Regions from separate parts of the Mus musculus genome. Here region 1 is linked to region 2. A link is a contact called in public Hi-C data. All regions are on one chromosome and are shown on one strand. Each heading gives the region's core, a stretch centred on a gene start, on an enhancer-like site or on the middle of the called end of the contact. The rest is flanking DNA. Distances are from core to core; before and after follow the strand shown. Region 1 overlaps A930035F09Rik (a long non-coding RNA gene). Region 2 has its middle 25 kb from the start of Gm32590.

The links. A called contact is a pair of places that touch in the nucleus more often than the background predicts.
Region 1: a Hi-C map of bone marrow-derived macrophages shows a contact between it and region 2, with 16 read pairs. The contact joins two enhancer-like sites.

The regions. Positions count from the first base shown.
Region 1 is chr8:128,278,128-128,285,109 of GRCm38.p6, forward strand. All of the region lies in intron 1 of A930035F09Rik (a long non-coding RNA gene), which reads right to left. Mir21c (microRNA 21c) reads right to left here and starts at 98; the gene lies at 21-98. Within about 2 kb of position 5,439, at least 7 of the 459 cell types and tissues checked have an H3K27ac peak or open chromatin away from gene starts, as enhancers often do. A contact at or near this core is called in bone marrow-derived macrophages, where this site is marked.
Region 2 is chr8:127,777,625-127,784,438 of GRCm38.p6, forward strand. No RefSeq gene overlaps it. Among named protein-coding and RNA genes, the nearest start is that of Gm32590, 25 kb to the right of the region's middle. Within about 2 kb of position 3,582, at least 6 of the 459 cell types and tissues checked have an H3K27ac peak or open chromatin away from gene starts, as enhancers often do. A contact at or near this core is called in bone marrow-derived macrophages, where this site is marked.

The DNA of each region.
Region 1 (6,982 bases), core at 4,189-6,688, 500 kb after region 2:
AAAAAAAAAAAAAAAGCTAAGAGTCCCCCTGAGAATAGCTGAACAGAGCTGTCAAGAAGATTGTACCAGTCTGATAAGCTAAGCTACAAAGAAGACTTGTAGACAAGCTGAGCTTCAAAGACTGAATCCAGCCCCACTACCTGTAAGAAGCAGAGACTAGCTAAGTCACATAGAAGAGGTTTAAACCAGTTGAGTCACTTGGAAAGGGCACTCTCCAACCTGTTGAGCAGGCTGCAGGCTATGCAATGTGCTCCAGGTTCCCAGTTTTGTGAGCTGTCACCCATGCTGGGGTGGGCCTTGGTGATGCAGCTGTCTTTGAGTCATTCCTTTTCCTATAAGTGATCCCTCGCCCATACTCCTGTAAGTAATCCAAATAAAACTCTTTGACTCATCAGGTTGAACTCTGGTAGTATCAATACTTTGAGTCTGCTATGGGCTCTCTCTCTGGGGTGACTAGACAAGTTTGTGACATCTCCCCAGCAAAAGTTTATCACACAACACCAAACAAACTTTCCTCCCTGAGTTGGATTTCATCATGGTCTTTATTGCATCAATAGGAAAACAAGCTAGGATACTTAAGAAGACTGTTCACTTGGTCAATGACCAAAAAGCAGTCAAATCTTAGGACATAGACCCAGGCACTGTTACGAGCCTCTGTTGTTTAGGTTGTAATGTCTAAATATATTCCACAGCCCTTCAGAGACAGCTCTGTCTTCTAATTGTGTTTTACCTGATTCTGTCCTTCATATGAGTATAGTTGCATACTTAGATCTTCAATACTTTGTTTTGTGCAAGTGGACTTTCCAGATTCCCAGGTGGTGAATTTAAAAATTGTCTTGGGCCTTCAGCCTGACATGAGACAGGGACTGCCCATTAGGGACACCAGTGATGCCCTGAGATCAAACACAAAGCTCTGAAATGTGCTACTTTTGCCAGTTGGATTAGCAACTGTCCTAATACTTATATCTGGGAAATGCTCAGCCCTCTGTCTCCATGCACCCTGCTCCTGGTCCTCTAAATCCCTGCACCTGTCAGTTAGGGAAACTGTACAACAGTGGAGGAGCGTGGTCTTTGTATGCCTCCTGTCTTGCTGTTCTTGTAATTCTTGTACTTCAGTGTCTCATCTGCCTCCTGAGACTTTTGGTGCCAGGCATATATTTTATTTATCCCATCCTTTGTATGGACAGATAAGTTAGAGTGCTCTTTTGTTCCCCCTCTGGGGCTATTCTTCTTTTATCAGTAATGCACGGGTTGGAGAATAGCTTTAATAGAATCTATCTTGAGTGACTGAGGGACATGTGTGGACTAGAATTCTCCTTGGGGGTGAGGGGGTGGGGAGTTGTCCTGAGTCAGGAGAAAGGTCTCCATCCTAGGATAAGTACCCTAACCCTTTACATGCAGAGAAAGGCTGGCTAAAGAGTCTCCACAGATGTATACAACTGTATCCTGCCAAAGATAACTATGAATGCAACCCAACACAAAACTGTGAACTTACTTTAAATATTGTTAGGGCCTTTGCCTCATGTTTTGGTAACTGTGTTGCAGAGTTCTAGAGTGTGAGCTTTGCTGATGGCAGTGCTGTAAGAAGGAGAAAAGAGGGAGATTTGGCAGCAGAGGACAAAATGAAATATGGATGAAAGCAAAGGCTGGGGTGATGCTATCTGAAGAAGGGCAGAGGGGTCACAAGCCAAGGGTCAGTGCAGGCATCTATACAGGGTAAAGGCAAAGACTCAGTCTGCTTGTAGAGCCTGGAGGTTTACAAGCTCTCCTAACACCTTGACTCAGCCCAATGAAAATGTAGGTGGGACTTCCAGAAATAGAAAAGAACAAGTTACCTTGTTTTAAGTCTCTGGGACTTAAAGTAGGTCTCAGTTGTTACAGCAGCAACTGGAAACAATGTGCATGACAGAAATCCTATGCGCTTAGCTTCTAATATAAAATGACACAGACCCTGTAAGTTGTGAAGTCCAGAATCCTAAGATGTAGCTGGTATCATCACATAGATGAGGACAGGGGATGCATAGATAAAGGGCAAAGAAAGCTGAACACCACCATTCATCTCTCCCTGCTTCCTGACTGCTGATGGATACCATGTGACCAGCCACTTCCTGATCCTGCCACTGTGCTTTCTCCACATAACTGACTGTACCCTCAAACTGTGAGCTTTTGTTGGGTACTTTTGTCATGGCTACAAGACAAAGAACTGATAGAGTCCTTAAATCCTCTAGATTTATCTAGAAATGACACATCCAGAACCACCCTGTGAGCTCCCTAAAGCAGCCTTCAGCTTACAAGCTAGATTTCGGTCTCTGATTGATGAGGGATACTTGAATTTCTTAACTCTGTTTGCACTTTAATCAATCATTTACAAAAAGGTGAAGCAATATAAATAATCATTTATTGTTTTGTTTTCATCCAGAAGTATTCTGTGGATTTATCCATATTCTAGGGCACCCCAATTCTCTCTAATCATTTGTCCTTGACTGAAGCTGAATTCTGAATTTTATATCTATTGCAACCCTCTTACTTTGTTCTGTGGAATACTTTTTTTAACTTCCTTAGGGAAAAAAATCTGTGCTTATTCTTCCAGATGAATTGCTACTAAGTTTCTGGTATATATTTACATGATTGCTTTTGCTTGAAAACACTAAATAGCAATTATCTAACAGTTCTTTCAAGGGCTTACCCTGGAGGTTGTCTATAGAGAAGGGTTTATCAAGCTAGAGTCAAGAAAGTAGAAACATAGGACCATTTCTAGAAGTCATCGGTAATTACCCCCTCTCTCCCAAACTGTGATTACTAAACGTTGTGCTTAGCATGATGAGTTGGCAGTTAGGATTCCTGAAGATGCACACATAGATGTCAGTCTTGAACTCAGTGCATGAATGGTAAACATAGGACATGCTCAACTAGAAGCAGGTCGGGGAGGAGGGTCAAGGGTTGAGAACCTCCCTGTCCTGAATGAGATTTTCCAGTTACAAAACCTGCCCTATTCTATGACTTTGTCAGTTCCCAGCACCACATGAAGCACACATGGTGGTACATGATTTGTAATCTCAGCATCTGGGAGGTAAAAAGAAGGGATCATAAGTTCAAAGTCATTTCTTGGCTACATTTTGAGTTTGAGAACAGCTACCTTTACAAGAAGAACTAAAAATATGCTAGACTGTAATAATCTTACATTTAAAGTGGAGGAAAAAGACACTTTACTGCAGAGGGCTCCCAGGAGGAAAGATGTTCTCCCATTGGTCACCACTGAAGATTTGTCACCAACCTCATCTGGAGGACATATCACTAGGGGTAGACCTTGAGGTTCCAGGGCTTCATGCCATTCCTAGTGTGTGCATGTGTTCCCACCTCCTCTGCTTCATGCTCGTAGTTCGAGATGCGAACTTTCAGCTTTCAGCTTCCTGTTCTAGCTGTTAAGCCTTCATGCTTGCCATATGTTGTCCACCACCAAGCTGTCCCCACCATTACGGATTCTAGCCCCCTCGAACCAGAAGACAAAATCAGATTTTTTTCTTCTATAAGATGTCTTGGTCATGGTGTTTTATCACAGCAACAGAAAAGCAATTAATATAGTGCCTGTCTTAGTTAGTATTTCTATTGCTTCAGCAAAACACCATTGCCAAAGGCAAGTCAATGGAGGAGAGGCTTTATTCAGCTTACACTTCCATATTGTTGCTAATCAGTAAAGGAAGTCAGGCAGAACTCAAACAGAACAGGAACCTGGAGGCAGGTGCTGATGCAGAGGCCATGGAGGAGTGCTGCTTACTGGCTTGCTTCACATGGCTTGTTTAATCAACTTTCTTATAGAACTCAGGAATACCAGCCCAGAGATGGCACCACCCACAATAGGCTGGGCCATCCCCTATTTACCACTAATTAAGAAAATACCCTACAGCTGAATCTTATGGGGCATTTTTCTCTCAATTGAGGGTCCCACCTTTTAGAGGATGCTAGCTTGCATTAAGTTGACATAAAATTTGCCATGGCACTCTTCAAATCTCCTTAGCCATTTCTACACATCAGTAGTAGTGGCATACACACACACACACACACACACACACACACACACACATGTATGTATGTCCCAGACTGACCAAGATTGCCAAGAAACCTTCATCTTCAATGGGAATGTGAAATAGCAGAGTCATTATGGAAAAAATTATGATTTACTAGAAAACTAAGCACACACATAAGGTCCAGCAGAATAAGGAGAATAAGGACTTTATTCTGGACAAATCAAAAGGTAGGCTCACACAAGAGCCTGTACACAAGTATTTTCTGGGACTTTGATTAATTCTAAGCCTGTGAGCAAATGTCTTTCAAAGGGTAGATGTAAAGTGAACTATGGTATTCAACAATGAGAACTCCTCTATACTTGTTAGTGCAGACACAAGTCTGATGGGTTGCCAGGGGATTGTTCAAAGTGGAAAAGCTGATATCACAGTTTACATGTGCCATCACTCCATTCCCAGAAAGAGTCTATAATAAGCAAATGATGGAAATGAAAAACACATAAAGAAAGAAGGGACTGGAAGTAAAGCTCACTGGTAGAGCTTTTACCTAGAGTATTGAAAATCCTGAGGTCTACCATCCAGCTCTGCAAAAGCAAATAAGTAAACAAGCATGATGCCAAGAGCTAGGAAGCAAGGGAAGGAATGGGAGTGGCCATGGCAACAGACTCCCCAGTGGTGTATCCTTGTCATGAGACTGCCATCTCGACTGGGGGAAGGAGCCACACCAACGTGTACAAACTTCAGTGTGCACACAAGTAAGTAAGCACACATAAGATGAAGCTCTGGACAAGGCTTGTGGAAAGCATCAGTGTTCATTTCTTAATCCTGTTGAGCACAGTGGGGTTTGGGAGTAAACAGGATCCACTTCCTTTTTTTCAACAAACTGCTTGGAGATCTCCAGTCAGCTCAAAATGACAAGCTCATCACAGAACATCATCTGCAAGCTGTGGCTGGCCCAGACCTAGTCTTAGATTAATAAGCGTGTGCTTCTGAGATGTGCTTGTCCTTGGGAGATGAAGCTTTAGATGGGGGACTCAAGAAATGGGGAAGGTAGCTGGGCATAGTGGTGCATGCCTTTAATCCCAACACTCAGGAGGCAGAGGCAGAGGCAGGTAGATTTCTGAGTTTGAGGCCAGCTTGGTCTAAAAAGTGAGTTCCAGGACAGCCAGGGCTATACAGAGAAACCCTGTCTCGAAAAACAAAAAAGAAATGGGGAAGGGGTTTGCCATCATACTTTGTGTCCCCCCTTTCCCCTCTTCCACAGGATCACTAAGTCCCGCTTATTGTACAGTCATCAGAGCCATCTCAAACAGGTCAGCAAATTGTCTTGTTAAATGAAACACACATGCATGCATGCACACAAGCACACACACATGCGAGTGCACACTATAGACAAGAGTGTAAAGGAGGTAGGAAGGAAAACAAAAAAGAGGAAGTGTTCCATCTGAGACTTTAACCCTGATACTTTGTCTTCAAGGACTCTTCTCAAAACCTGTCCCAGGAATTTCTGATTTACATGCTGCCCTTCATTGAGTAAGCCATTTAATTAAGCCACTACAACTGGTCCATGGGAGATTCTAAATCATTATTCCCATGTCATCTTTTCCTAACATGACAAAAACAAACAAACAAACAAACCTGGGTTCTGGACTCAGTTGGCCTCCACTTTCTACTTAACACCAGCCCTGCAAACTAGCCCTCAGCATCCCAACACTCCAGGTTCCCTCCCTATCACACACCTGCTAGCATTTGGTCCAGCACAGAAGGGTCCCTGCTCTGGCATGGGAGCCCCTCCCACATCCCATCTGTGTCTGTTCCTGATCCTGTTGGCTGTTTTTTTTTTTCCTGACAGCCTCAGTCCTGACCCTTCCTGGGTTCCTTCCCTGACATCGCCCCCCCCCCCCTCCAGCTGCTGAAACCACACCTTACCCTTGCTGACCCAGATCACATCACACCCTCTCTTCTATAAGATTTTGCATTTACCCTCACAAGTTGGGTAGTTTTATGTTTGCAATTGTCTGTTATTCTCATCATTTTAAGGAGATTGTAACATCTTTGAAGGCATTGGCTGGGTCTCAGAGTTCTTTGGATTACCAGTTCAAGCAATGTTGCAGTGTAAGGGACAATAAGAAGTATATGCCCCTCCAGCATGGAGAAGTTTGAGGGGTAATGTATGCAAGGGTGTGGAGGTTAGTGTGCTAGAAGGGCAAGATGAATAGTGAAGGATAGGGAAGGCACCAAAGGTAACTTCTTGACAGGAGCTAAGGATTCTGGTGAAGTAGCAGCAACAAACACCTTAACATTTAGAGATAGTTAGATGGCTCAGTTGATAAAATGCTTGAAGCACAAGGTGAGGTCCTGAATTTGGTCCCCATAACCCACATTAAAAACGCAGGTGTGGTGGTGCACACTTGTAATTCCAATGTTGGGGCTTGCTAGCATGCAAGTTTCAGGCCAATCAGCAACCCTGTCTCAAAACACAAGATGGGCAGCACATGATGAATACCAAGGTCCCCTTTGGCTTCTAAGTGAGTTTGCAACCTGTTCACAGGCACAGGAAATCACAAGCCAGTTTTTGCCATCCCTAAATCCTCAGCAGTATCTTTCGTGTCCCAATCAGAGCCCCAGGTGCTGTTTTCACACACCAACCTTCCTAATCATGTCCTCCTGCTCCTTTGAAATATAATTTGCCAATCCAGCCCAGAACTTCAAAGCCCAGTCAGTGCCCAGTGCTGGTGAGAGGAAAGTCTGTGACTACTGGTCCTTCCCCTACCATGCTGAATCCTATCCTGAGCTCAGTCCTGTCCTTACTTTACAGTCTCATTTTTGGGTAAAACGGTCGTTTCCTCTGGGTAGTTGCAGACAGGGAGGATGTGAGTTCAATGTGGTGAAACGGCAGGAGATCCATTGGTTTCCTTAAAGCTCTTCTTGGCCAGAGCCCAGAGGTAATTTGTGTGTGT
Region 2 (6,814 bases), core at 2,332-4,831:
ATCCCAATCTTATGGAGGCACTTTCTTAATTGAAGTTCCCGCCTCTTAAGATGACTTTTAGCTTTTGTCAAGTTGTTAAAAAGTACCTAGAATGATGTGTGAATGTGAGTGTTCAAACGTGTAAGTATGGCAGTGAATGTATGTGAGTGAGTGTTCAGGTACATCTTCATGTGTCTGAGTGTGTATGTGAGTAAACATTTCATGTGTGATTATGTCTGTGTTCATGTATGTGATCACATATGTGAATATGTGGCTGTTTGTGTGTCTATGTGTGCTTCTGCCTGCCCATGTACATGGGAAGCTAGTGGTCAGTCTGGCTACCTCATGTTTTGGGAAAGGGTCTCTTACTGGCCTGAAGCTCACCAGCTAGTTCAGGCTGGGTGACCTTTGCATCTCAGAGATTCTTCAGTCTCTGCTTCCCCAGTGCTAGAATTACCACCACATGCCACCAGGGATAGCTTTTTCACCTGGGTTCTGGGTATCAATTTCAGGTTCTCAAACCTGCCTCTGGTGCAGCAGGCACTTTACTGTCTGAACCATCTCTCCAGACCTTCTTATGCTTCAGTGTTTCTTACGAACACTGTGACTTCAATTCTTCACATTTTTAATGAGCTTCAAAGTTCTCCAGTTAAATTGTACAATATTTGGAATTCCCTTTCTACTCTGCCACTTAGATGAGGGGAGTATGTTCGCATGGCTGCACACCTGTCTATTCAAATGCATGAGTGAGACTGTCACACTGGAAGGCTCTTAGTGATAAGGCCTTGCCATTGCTAATTGCTGGCTACCCTTCTGGGATTTGAGCTAGAGCTTCTTAGAATATGTCCAAATACCTGGAAGGCTGTGCTTGCCATAAGGATGCAGGTCACAGCTGCCAGTCAGAGCAATCTGCAGGGTAGGAATGAGGAGTGCAGGGAGAACAGCCTCCTTGATTAGCACCCCTGTGACTCCCTACTGGAAGCACTCCATAGCCTGATTCCAAGAGAGTCCCTGGGGATCAGGGAACTTCTTTGTCACAGAAGATGTAGACAGAGTCCAGATTCCACAGGAAATCCCAGGGGCAGCACCAGGGCTCAGTTCTGTTGACTCTCAGCTGGGACTCCTGGCCAAGCTGGCCAGCTTTTCCCCCAAGACCTATTGGTTGCCTTCATATGGTTTTCTACTCTGCCTTGTGGAGCTTCACCTGTCAGGACACTGCTGTGAAAGCATCAATCACCCAGGGCCCTCAGCTCTTTATCTCCACTGAGTATCGCTGGCTGCAAGGACCTCTGGTTCATAACCAGATGTATCGATCAGAGCTGTCTGGGGGATGGCCCTAATGGATACACTGAATGGAGTTAGCCATTAAGCACGGAGCTAAATAGTTCATTTTCTTCCACGAGACAGAATAAGATCACTTGGAGGAACATTTGGTATTGAAATCACAATAGCTAAAATGCCACGGAGCTTTAAAAAAAATTAAGTTTTCAGAATTGATTATAATATTTCTAAAGAGATTCTTTACCTTCTCACAAAATCAAACTTTGCACTTGGACTTGTCAGGCATCGGCTTTTAGAGAAACCTGTTTTTATGGCTCTGTCTGATTAATGGAAGGAGTCCCTTTCTTCACTGTAATAAAAACCAGGCTGTCTTACAGTGAGTGCCCTTCGAAACAGAAATCAAGAGATGATTTGAGCAGAATATTAACGCTGCTCTTTTAGACTTCTGGGTTTTATCCTATTTTAATAAACTAATTTAAAGCTGATCTCTCTAAAACACAATCTACATTTGTGGAAATGTGAGTGTTTATCACAGGGTTTGATGGTGATCTCCTGACACTCTATTCAGGGAAAGCAGAGGGAAGGCAGGCAGCAACCATAGTCTTTTGTGCACTGTGTGTGCTTGAATGAGCCAGATGGATGCGTGATTAGATGAATTTGGGTTTCTCAGTCATTTTATTGCAGCTATTGTTATACTTTACAATTCATGGGCCATAATTTTTAATTCAAGAACAGAGCGGATCTCATCTTTGGGATAGCTTCTCGGTATCCACTGATGAGGTCTTTTAGAATAAGGCCATGATCCCAGAAAACAAGGGTTTCTTTTATTATGCATTGGTTTGATTTAACCACACCCAACAGGAAATCTTAACACTTCTGTTAATTAGGGTGTTTCCTGGGCAGCTCTGAGGCCCCAAAGCTCAGCAGGCATCAGAATTACTTTAATACCTTCCCCCTTTAAAATCCCCTTGTGAGCCAGGAGCCTGAGCTGCACTGTGGAAGTTCATCAGCTTACTCTGATAGAACTGTTCCTCTCCATTATTCCTCAACCTTTTGTGCAAGAACCATTCCCCTTCATCACTCCCCTTTCTCACAACATTTTGATTTCTCTCACACACTACAAAAATCCCCACCACACTTTGTTGTGTGAGCTTTGCCCCATGACTTCCATGTAGCACACCTTCAACCTCATTTCTATGTAGTTGAGCTTGGCTATAAGACAGGGTGCATGCAAATGAAAAGGAGAGAAAGGACCAGAGAATTGGAGGTGTGGTGAGGTCTGATAAGAACCCATGAGTCAGTTTCTTCAATGATGCAGCCATCATATGTTGCCTATGCGCTTATAAGTAAACCTTGACACACACTACAAAGCAACCCCAATTAAACTTATTGAATCATGCACACACAAAGGCATGGAAGCTGAAGTTGAAAGTTGGGAAGAGGAAGAGGGTCATTGAGAACAGAAGAATGATGTCATAATGAAACTCAAGAGCCAAGACAGTTAGGCGGGTGTCTTAGGGTTTTACTGCTGTGAATAGACACCATGACCAAGGCAAGTCTTATAAAAAACAGCATTTAATTGGGGCTGGCTTACAGGTTCAGAGGTTCAGTCCATTATCATCAAGGCAGGAGCATGGCAATATCCAGGCAGGCATGGCACAGGCAGAGCTGAGAGTTTTACATCTTCATCCAAAGGCTGCTAGTGGAAGACTGACTTCCAGGCAGCTAGGATGAGGGTCTTAAAGCCCACGCTCACAGAGACAGACGTACTCCAACAATGTCACACCTCCAAATAGTGCTACTCCCTGAGGCAAGCATATTGAAGCCATGAGCGTGGGTAAACCTACCAAGCTGACAAACATGATCTGAATTGAGTCACTGAGACTTACATGGAGGAAGCAGAGAAGTGACTTCCACAAATTGACTTCCTGACCTCCATACTCATGGTACTTCACATGTGCATACCCCTCCACACACACACACACAAGTAAAAGAAGAGGAAGAGAAAGAAGAAGGGTGAGGAGAAGGGAAAGGAGGAGGAGGAGGAGGAGGAGGAGGAGGAGGAGGAGGAGGAAAAAAAGGAGAAAAAGGAGGAGCAGTTGTGCTTTAGCTAAGGGGAAAACTAAGTTTCTGAGGTTAAAGATCTTCTATGACTCACAGAATAATCCCAATAAACTTCAGCTGACTGATACCCTCACCTTACAATGTAGTGATTATGAAGAATCCATCTCCAGGAAGTTGAATTTGACTGGCCCAAGGCCAGACAGCCAGTAAGGAAGGGATCCAGGAACTGAACAGAAGGAAGTTGGCCCTGGCAGCTGTGGTCACCATCATCTGTGCTCTACATTTACACCCAAACCATTCATTTTTGCCTGACAGCTCTCTTCCCCTGGGCCAATCTGCTGGAAATTCCCAGTGCTAACCACGTGCATGAGTGTTTTTTAAGTCATCCTTCTTGTGGGTCCTTGGGTGATATCACTTAATTTTTGATATTTTAAGAACTCTTTAGAAATCACATCTAAAATGCAGATTTGAGCTGGAGATGTAGCTTAGAATGTTTGATCAGCATGTGGAGTAGACCTAAATTTCATCCTCAGAACCATAGAAACTGAGTGCGGTACCCTTATAATCCCTACAGTCTGGAGGTAGAGGCAGGAAGGCCAGAAGTTCACCTCATCTTTGGCTACATCAATAGTTCCAGGCCAGCATAGCATATATGAGATGCTCTCTCAAAAGTGAAGAGAAATACAGATTTCCATTCTCAATACCTGAGAGAAGAGGATTTAAATGTTCTAAGAGGGGTCCCGAGATCTAGTGACTCTTGGTCACTGTGCTTTTGATGTCTCTGATCCTCTTGCCCTTGGTGGCCCCACTTCTATTGCAGAAGTACTGCACTTTGTTTTCTGGCATTACTGGGCTTTTCTGCTGGAGACTCCCTTCATGATGAATCTTCACCCTTGATAGTAAAACATCACTATAGTAAAACCACTCAATAGCTCTACACCTGGAGGTTGTGCTGTTCCTTTTGGAGAGCATCTTGACAATCATCATCTGATTAACAAATCACCTATGCTTTTAAATACAGAAGCAAGAACTTTATGAGTGCATTATGCTTGAACATTTTGTTTGAACCTTTCTTAATTAGCGTAATTACTAAAATATGTGCCAGGACATGATATTTTAAAAGTGAGGAACCACTTTTAAAGGGAAAACTTGGGCTAGAAAACATGATAGGATAGAAAGATGTAGTTCAATGGAAGCATGTGCTTAGCATCTATGGAACTTTGGGTTGGGTCTTCAGAACCAAAGTGTATATATAGATACACAAGATTGAGGTGGGTTGCATTTATACCAAGTATCTGCTGTGCAATACAACATATATTGCTAGACTTGAACAGATTAGCAATCGTCTTCTGATTAACAAATCACCCATGCTATGAACTTCCTTCTTTAACTTTTAAAAAACCTTTTATTTACTAATCTCTTGATTCCCCATTTGTACTGTAGCTTGTGACCTTCCTAACAATTTAAGCAAACAGGCAAAGTGATCAGTGCCATGATTCTTCATGATAAAGCACTGCCCAGGAGTTTGAGTAAGACCCAAGAGAGTTGGTAAATGCCATAATACCGGAATGAAGCTATGGTGGTAATTTCACAGTGAGTTCATCTGATGTCACTTGGACCCCCTCTATCTAATTCCTCAGTATAGTGGCAAAACCAATGACATAAATGTAATACATGGAAATACTGGTGAATTCTCCAGTGGCCATAGATGCATTTAAAGAGTGTAGTCTATAGGATAGGGGTCAGAAAACTATCTATTACTGTCTTTAATATTTGCTGTTGATTGCACAGGGGGGGTATATTGTGGCATGTTAAAATTATACAAAATTCAAATCTCAGTTTCCATAAATCTCATCAAATTTCACTATATTTATTTTCAAGTGACTTAAAGGTTTTTAGACTGTGTCAGCAAATTAGACCATTGTGATAGAAACCATATGTTCCATAAGGTCTAAGTCTAGATCTTCTGGTCCTTACAGACTTGCCCTGTCATTCTGATTAGTGAGAAGGGATGGACTTCAATCCTGCCTTTCTTGGCTGGCCTTTGCTTGAGACACAAAGGTAGTAGGTAACATGTTAAAGATGTTAGAGAAAGAGGTGTTATTTCTCTCTCTATTAATGTAGAAATCTGTTTTGAAACAGGCAGCTGAGCTGTGCGTTGTGTAAGGACACTCCTTCATGGTGGAACACAGAGAGTTCCATGGCATTTGTTCCATGAGTACAATGGCTGCAGGCACACATACACATGGAAAGAAAGGAGCTATTAAACCAGCAGGATCAGCCAGCAGACATTGTCCTCCATTATCCGCTGTCTGCTACTTGGTATCTAATTTCTCCTTTGGCAGCCATGTCTGATGGATAGGTAGGGAGCAAACACCAGAGGTTTAAGGACAATATGTGTGGAAAAACAAACTACTTGCTAGTCATTAATTAGATCTTTTTCTAAGAATGACTGTGTCTAATGTGGTTGGTTTTACTTATGGAATAAATTTCCCAGCTTAAAAGTTCATTGTTTTATGCAAACAGTTGTTGAATGACTAGTTTATAGCTGAAGAGAATTTTGACTTCATCGTTACATATCTGGTGTCTGAAATTTCACAGGGACAGGAGAGTGTAGAAATGACTCAATTAGCAACAAGCATCTCTATAACTCTTATCACAATAACAAACTTCACACAGTCTGGCGTCTACATATGTGTGTTCCTCGAAGTGCAAAATGTAAACATCGCTAACTAAGCTGTGCTTGGTTCACTGGAGCAGGCATGTAGCAGTCTCCCAAGCATAGATGTCAGCGTGACAACAAAAATCTCAAGATGTTCTTCCATTAAAAAAAAAAATTAGAATATAAAACTTGGGTAGGGTAGCTCCCCACTAAGGTTCTGAGAGTCCAGAGAAGGCTGTGCTGGTTTTGGCTGTCGATTTGTGTTTAAAGATGCCACTGATAATTCATAGCCAGGAAATGCCTGCCTGACTTGTGGACCCCTGGTGCTAATCGGATCCACTGGTTCCTGTAAAGTCCCTGCCTGTCATCAGCTCAGCAGTAGATGACACTGAAGCTCTGAAGACTCTAGTAGTAACTTAAAAATAGCCTGTCTGGTATCTTTCCATTTTAGTACTAGGCAACAATTTTGAGTTTTTAAAGGTGGAATTCAGCTCTTTTATGGTCTCTATATAACCTTTCATCGGGAGGAAAGCTTTTAAAGAATGAGGCCAAGTTCCATCCTGAAAGACATCCGTTCTTCTAGAAAAAACCAGTTAGAATTCAACTACTCTAACATGTGGAGCTGCCCCAGGAGCTTTAGCACAATAATTCTGTGATTCTTGTTCCCTAAGAATGAACTTCTTGTTTCTGGAATAAAGTCCTCCATCTCCTGAATGGAGAGCCCATCTCTTGGATGAGAAGCCCATCTTTGGTATGAAGAGCCCATCTTTGGAAGCCAAGTTAGGAATATAAGGCAGAGATCCAGTTGCTAGCCACCTGGGGGCTCTG